2 separate regions of the Mus musculus genome follow, and region 2 is linked to region 1. Evidence: chromatin contacts called from public promoter capture Hi-C data. All regions are on one chromosome and are shown on one strand. The core of a region is the stretch at or near the end of the contact, and the rest is flanking DNA. Distances in the headings are between cores, read along the strand shown.

The links. Capture Hi-C pulls out chosen DNA fragments and counts their contacts.
Region 2: a promoter capture Hi-C map of adipose tissue shows a contact between it and region 1, with 2.6 times the contacts expected there. A contact is called at or near these places in 1 of 39 promoter capture datasets (pre-B cells) and 1 of 9 other capture datasets (adipose tissue).

What each region holds. Positions count from the first base shown.
Region 1 is chr19:3,574,195-3,577,871 of GRCm38.p6, forward strand. It overlaps Ppp6r3 (protein phosphatase 6, regulatory subunit 3), which reads right to left and starts at 1,555. Exons shown (of 24, transcript NM_028999.1): 1 at 1,447-1,555. It overlaps n-TAagc9 (a tRNA gene), which reads left to right and starts at 2,069; the gene lies at 2,069-2,141.
Region 2 is chr19:6,339,393-6,343,069 of GRCm38.p6, forward strand. Map4k2 (mitogen-activated protein kinase kinase kinase kinase 2) reads left to right here and starts at 1,768. Exons shown (of 32, transcript NM_009006.3): 1 at 1,768-1,953; 2 at 2,067-2,124; 3 at 2,352-2,442; 4 at 2,511-2,575; 5 at 2,863-2,918; 6 at 3,218-3,265; 7 at 3,352-3,394. The coding sequence starts at 1,858. Men1 (multiple endocrine neoplasia 1) reads left to right here. Exons shown (of 10, transcript NM_001168489.1): 9 at 1-111; 10 at 295-1,502. The coding sequence ends at 780.

The DNA of each region.
Region 1 (3,677 bases), core at 305-2,804:
ATGACTTTATTAATCCCATTATTAAAGGCAGAAGCAGTAAAGATCTTCCCACCACATAGTGAGACCCTGCCTCAAAAACAAACAAAATCATCAAGATCAAGTTGAATTTGAGAGGTATGGTCACCACTGAGCTGATTCTATTCACAAAGCACGATTCTAGCTGCTTTGTGCTAACATATTTACATATATACTCAGTTACAGTCTAATATGAACATGTTAGATAAAATTGGGACCTAACATGAGATAAACTTATGAAACAAACTTATTTTCATGGGTTACAGGGGCAGCAAAGAGGACTAATTCGCCCAAGGTCACAGGACTAGAAAGTGACAAAGGAAGATGTAATTTTCAGGTGGCCCATAAGAAAGCTCAAACACCACTGGCAACAGGGATCTTGCACCTTGCAATTTCAAGGAACATTTTAGTGGAAGGAGATCTTAAGTTCCTTTCTTACGGGCTGTGTCAACTGCAACATGACCTTGAGGGCAAAAACCAAAGTAAACTTGACTTAAGAAAATGAAACAGTATCCATATTAACAAGTGCTCTGATGCAAGGAAACCTTCTAAGTGTCCCCTCCCCCAAGCCAAAGCAAAACATAAACAAAGCTCTGGCCCATTCTAAAGAGACCACAGCAGGTAGGCGGCAAATGACAGTAGGACATGCGGTGGAGAAGTACAGACACAGAGCTACCGAGACCACTCATTCTGTCCCACCTACAACTTCAAGTCCAAGTTCTAATGAAAGACAACGGGACTGGGGAGAAAAAGACCTCCAAGTTAACAGTGAGCCGAGCTTTAAAAGCGAGGTGCTTGAAGCCACAAGAAGGGTAACTCCTCACTTCAGCTCCAAAACACCAGGGAATCTCCAATGCCCGCGTCTGTATAAAAGAGAGACTCAACGGCGGAGGATGAAGATTCACTGCGATGGCCCCGAGAGACTCGGAACTGGTTTTTGTGTGTTCCGATGACTCTGCTAATGCCCAGAAACCCACACAACTTGTTTCTCAGAGGACAAGAGTCCAACAAAAGCCTTCGCGAAGCTCTCCAGCGAGTTGACAAGCTCCAGGAGATCCCGAGAAGTCGCTGTGAAGGCCCGGGCGCGGGAGCCGGGGAGCTCGCCCAGGACCCCCGACTTGGCTCGGGGCGCGCCTCGCCTCGCCTGGGCTCCCGCCGAGCCAAGCCCAGAGTCACCTCGGCGTCCAAAGTTCGCAGTCGGCTCGGCTGACTGCCAACGCTCGGCCCGGCTGACAGGAGCGGGCGGCCCGGTCCTGGCCAGGACTGGACGCCGCCTCCCGGGCCGCCGAAGCTGCCGATTCCGGGGGGGAGGGGAAAGGGGCCGGGACGCTCCCTCCCCACGCCGCCGGGACCGGACCACCGCCACGATCGGTCGGCCGCTTGCCCGCGCGACCCGCACACTCCGCGCCACCGCCCCCTCCCCTGAGTTACCTGGAGGCGCCCAAGACCCGCAGTTAGTCGCGCTCAGGCGGGAAAAAGGTTCACCGACACCATCAGCGAAGCGCCCAAAATGGCGGACGTATCAAGCAGGCCTTGAGTTACCCCCGCCCTCCCTCCGGCCGCCCCGCAGCCAATCACAGGATAGACCCCGCCCCTTCACACGGATCATTGGCTTGTCTCTCCCGCCCCCCACAACCTATTGGACCGCCCAGCGGTTCCCTCGACTCCACTTCGATTGGCTTTGAGGTCTTGTCAGTCAAACGCGAGAGGCGCATTCTTTTTCCCATGGTCTTGACGGATCCGGAACCTCTAGACCCCGGAGTCTGAGAAACAAGTCAGAAATTGGGAGAAGCTTAGGCTGGGTCCCTCTGCCCCGTAGCAACAGCGGGGCCTCGCGTGACAGACGCTTGGGACCACCAATCCGCATAGTCAATGTAGTTTAAAACAAATGAACCAAACCAATCCCGGCTGTGTAGCTCCGGATGCGAAGAAGCCAATGGGGTAACACAATGACAGCAGGCGGTGGGGTAACGGCCGCGGGGGACGAGGGGGGGGGGAAAACCGGTGATGACGTGAGTCACAATACAACCTGCGACGGAAGTTAATTATAGCTGGGGAATTAGCTCAAATGGTAGAGCGCTCGCTTAGCATGTGAGAGGTAGCGGGATCGATGCCCGCATTCTCCATAGCATAGTTTTATCGAAGACCTTCAATTAAATTACTTCAGACAAAGTAGAGTGGCATCCCTGAAAATGGGGTCAAAATGTAAGGTTTCTTAATACAAAGGAAACCAGGCTGTATCTTTTGTCACAGAGAAGAATTTTACACATGAATTTCTTCCAACTGCTAGTGTCCTATACGTATAGTACTACACATTTACCTTGCCCCAGAACTGGGGTCCTGGACATCAGGGTCCCTACTCTCAAGTCTTGCACTTAACCACTGTCATGGCTAATCCTGGTTTTTAATTCTCCTGGGGCTGTCTAAAAAGGTGAAACTGAGCTGACCACAAGCATTCTCTACCTCCTGGCTGGTTGTGATGTGATGTGATGTGATGTGACGGGCAGACTCCCACACCTGCTCCCTTGACTTCCCTGCCATATTGGCCTCGACCTGTGAGACAAAATGAACCTTTTCTCCCTAAAGTTGCTGTTGTCAGAATATTTTATCACAGCAACAGGAAAAGATACCAAGGTGCTCCCCTTGGGTCCCTATGAATAATCTGCCTGGTTCAGTGTGGACAGGACCATAAGTTCAGGCACGCTGCAGCTGGCCACCATAGTCAACAAAGTCTCTGAGTCTTGGAAGTCTTTCATGAAGCAGGCCTTCCCATGCCATCTGGAAAGCAAGTGACCAAGGTGATCAAGCTAAGGGACAGACTCTTTTGGGAAAGTAGTAAGTCATAGGACAGGACAGAGCTCTAAATCCCTGGGGTGTTGGTAGCAGGGAGGGGAAGGGTGTTACAGAGACCCCAGGGTGGGGCCTTGGAGCTTCAAAGGCAGGACGAGCCCAGCTATGATGGGAGACTGGATAGCAGAGGTAGCTGAGTCACACAGACCTTGAGTGGCAATGCTCACACCTCAGACAGGGAGCAGTTGCCTGCATATCTCTTCCAGTAGGTCCAGCAGTCCCAGGCCCAGGCTTCACTGAAGCTCAGAGAGCACAGAGCTTATCTCCTGAGTGTCTCCTCTAGGCCACCTCTAGGCATCTATCCCCTGGGAAAATGACAGAGCCTAGCCCTTGGACTGGAGGAGACAGGACCTGCCTTGTTGGACACTCAGTGCTTTCTCCGGGTTCCCAGTCTCTGAACCCCCCCCCACCCCTGTTCTTTACACGGGGTCCAGCATGCTTGAGTCCTCCACCTCACTCATTCTGGCTCTGAATTCCACTACCAGGATAACAAGAGAGGGCTGTGCAGTTATGCAAACCCACCCTGGCCTCCAGTCCACCTTCCAAGAGAGCTGTTCCTGGAAGCAGATTCCAGAAAGAGTTCATTGCTAGTAGATCCACATCATAGTCCCCATTGTACACACTAGCTAACTACGGACCAGAGCATTCTGTCACCAGAGGCCATATAGGGGTTGGGTGACCTTGGCCAGGTGACCTAACCTTTCTGACTCTCCAGTTCTCAGAAGTACAAGTGATAACAACTATCAGCCAGGGTCAAGCACACCACTCCAGGCACTTAAGAGAGGCAATAAATGTTAACTCTGGAACGCAGA
Region 2 (3,677 bases), core at 518-3,017, 2.8 Mb after region 1:
CTGCGATTTTATGATGGCATCTGCAAATGGGAGGAGGGTAGCCCCACACCAGTACTGCACGTAGGCTGGGCAACTTTCCTTGTGCAGTCCCTAGGCCGCTTCGAGGGACAGGTGAGAGGGGCCTATCCAGGGCATGGGAACTACAGGTGGTGACAGTAGTTGTAGGGGAGTGAGGTTACATTGCATGTGTATGAGTACAGATGAGAGGACACTGCTAGAGGGGTGGCCAGGAGCTGAGCCTAGAGGTCCCACGGATGATCCTCAGCCTTTCACTTGGCTTGCGCTTTTGCTCAGGTGCGGCAGAAGGTGCACATAGTTAGCCGGGAAGCAGAGGCGGCCGAGGCTGAAGAACCATGGGGGGATGAAGCCCGAGAAGGCCGTCGGCGTGGTCCCCGAAGAGAGTCCAAGCCTGAGGAGCCACCACCACCCAAGAAGCCTGCATTGGACAAGGGCCCGGGCTCAGGACAAAGTGCAGGGTCGGGACCACCTAGGAAAACGTCAGGGACTGTCCCAGGTACTACCCGCGGTGGCCAGGAAGTCGGCAATGCTGCTCAGGCTCCAGCACCTGCAGCATCGCCACCCCCAGAGGGCCCAGTGCTCACTTTCCAGAGTGAGAAGATGAAAGGCATGAAGGAGCTACTGGTGGCCACCAAGATCAACTCGAGCGCCATCAAGCTGCAACTCACGGCACAGTCGCAAGTGCAGATGAAGAAACAGAAAGTGTCCACACCCAGCGACTACACACTCTCTTTCCTAAAGCGGCAGCGCAAGGGCCTCTGAACTCTGATTCTGTGGCAAGGCCCCAGGCCTGCCCTCACTCCCAGCAGGCTTCACCCTCATCCTCTAATTCAAGCCTAGACTCCGCCCTCAGTCCTAGGGGACCCAGAGCTGTCCTGCAGTGACTAGGAGCCTTCATTTAGCCCCTCTTCAGGCCCCAGAGCCCTGGCTCAGTTCTTAGAATGTAGGTGTCATCCCCACCAGCCGGCCAATTGGAACCTCATTGTAGGTCCAATCCCCCGAAATTCAGTGGACCATGACAGGAGCCCAAGTCACGCCTGAACAGTAGGGCATTCCTCCCACTTGGGGGCTAGATTGACCTTAGCCCCAGAGCACAGTTGCTACCTGGAAACCAAGGACCATTCAGTCCCTAGGGGTAGATTTCCGCACTTTATATAGAGTTCCATCCTTTGGGAATCCAAATCCCTTACCCCAAAGAACTTACATATTGCTGCCCGAATTTGGAAATCTTCCTCGTCTCCCTAGCCCCTGAGTACAGGACATGAAGCTCCGACTCTTATCTGTGAATACTGAGCCTCGCCCCCTTCCTGACCAAACTGGCGCAAGAACAGAGCAGGACCTCTTCCAGCCCTCTGGGAACCTCCCTGAGGTCCCAGGAGGAAATCTGCACGGGGTGGGGGAGGGCCAGCCTCTTCCTGTTTTGTACATAGATTTATTTTTCAGTTCCAAGAAAGATAAATGCATTTTGTTAAGAAAAAAGAGAGATGTATGTATGTGTTTCATCTGAGAAATCGGGGATGGGGCGGGAGTGGATATCTGCTTTTGCTGTTTTAGGATTTTGAACTTTATGCTCTGCACCTGTAGCGCGGCGAGAATTGGGAGGGGTACCTAAGCTCCGCCCCTGCTTCTGGGACTTCCCCGCGCAACCAGGGCGCCTCCTCTCGGCCAGGCGGGCGGCGGGGCAGCCCCGGGCTGGCCCCGCCCCGGGCTGGCCCCGCCCCTACGGCCTCCGAGTCTCGGCGCTGCCCCTGCCTGCCCGCTCGCTTCGCCCCGCCCCACCCCGCGCCGCTCCGCGCCGGCTCCGCAGCTTGCGCCCGCCGGCGGGTCCGGCGCCGGGCCATGGCGCTGTTGCGGGACGTGTCGCTGCAGGATCCGCGGGACCGCTTCGAGCTGCTACAGCGTGTGGGGGCCGGGACCTATGGCGACGTTTACAAGGTGCGCTGAGCGGGGCTGCGGGACGGGCGGGAGCGCAGGAGGAGGGTGCATCTTCACGTCCCGCCGCGGGAACCCCGGCCCCGCCCCCTCCTCACCCCGCTTCTCGCCCCTAGGCCCGTGACACCGTCACGTCCGAACTGGCCGCGGTGAAGATCGTCAAGCTAGACCCAGGTGTGGGCCCGGGTGGGGCCTCTGTGCTCCTGGGAGGCGGGCGGGTGAGCTGGCGGGGGCAGAGAGTTAACATTTTCTAGACCCCCCCGTGAAGCCGACCCCAGGAGAAACTAAGGTTTGGCACCTGCTCGGCAAGGAGAGAAATACTCTATGCTCATTTTGCACATAGGGACAGAGTCTAGGCTATTCGTTCCCCCCCCCCCCCCATAATGCCTTGTGCTCCCCAGGGGACGACATCAGCTCTCTTCAGCAGGAAATCACCATCCTTCGTGAATGCCGCCACCCCAATGTCGTGGCCTACATCGGCAGCTACCTCAGGTGAGGTTGTTTATCCTCTTACCCTCTTGTGCCTTGCATTGTGCCACCCCAGCTCTCTGTCTCCCCAGGAATGACCGATTGTGGATCTGTATGGAGTTCTGTGGAGGAGGGTCACTGCAGGAGATTTACCACGGTGAGATCCAGACTCCATGGACATGGCCTTTCCCGATCCCAACATAGGGGTAGGAAGGCATCCTTCTGGCTGCACTTGGACTCCTCTTAGCTTCTGACTGGCTGTGTGACCTTGAGAGAAATACTATCCTCCTCTGGGCTCAGTTTCCCAGCCTGAGTCTGGAAGAAATTTGGCTAACATCACTTTGCTGTAGTGGTGCCTGCTGCTCCCCACTCTGCAGGGTGGGTAGGGAGGGTCAGCATATCCCTCAGGCTCTTTCTCTTCAGCCCCCATTCTGTATGTTTCAGCCACTGGGCCCCTGGAAGAACGGCAGATTGCCTATGTTTGCCGGGAGGCACTGAAGGTATGGGGCTCATAGGCAGCACCCATTTTGGAATCCTCAGGAGTGTGGGCCCAACACATCTGGCCAGTGGGAGATTGGGACCTTGGGATGGGCTGACTCAGGGGGTGGAGGTCCTAGCAGGAGGGGGCCCCCCAGTTCTGTTGCCGGAAGCAGCCTATTTCCCTCTTGGCTCATTCACTTCCTGCTTGGGGAGAGGGGTGGAGGAAGCAGCTTGGGTGGGGGGCCCAGTCCTGAGGAGGGGCTCAGAAGAGATAATTAGTGCAAAGCAGCTGTCCTCAGAGACTTCTGTTTGTCTCCAGGGGCTCCACCACCTGCATTCTCAGGGGAAAATTCACCGAGACATTAAGGTAGGGGGTCAGCCAAGGGCATGGTTCAAATGAGGAGGAAGCCGCCAGGCACCTGACACAATCCTTTCTGTGTGTTCCCCCAACAGGGTGCCAACCTTCTGCTCACTCTGCAGGGTGATGTCAAGCTGGGTCAGTACCCGGGGGACACTCAGGGACCATAGAACTGAGTGCTGGAGATCCCAGTCACTTTACTGTTTGAGCCTCAGTGTCCCCATTTAGAAGATGTAGCATTATTGCCTGCCAGTAGTTGGCTGTATGAGATTGGCTGGGGAGGGATCTGACATGGCATTGTTTTTAGAGATGGAAGGGTGGGGACCCCTCTCAGAAGAGGGGCCTGGCCTGGCTTGGTACAGTTGTGGCTGGACCCAAGCCCTACCTGGTATAGCCTGGGCCCTGGGGTGGGAGGTAAGTG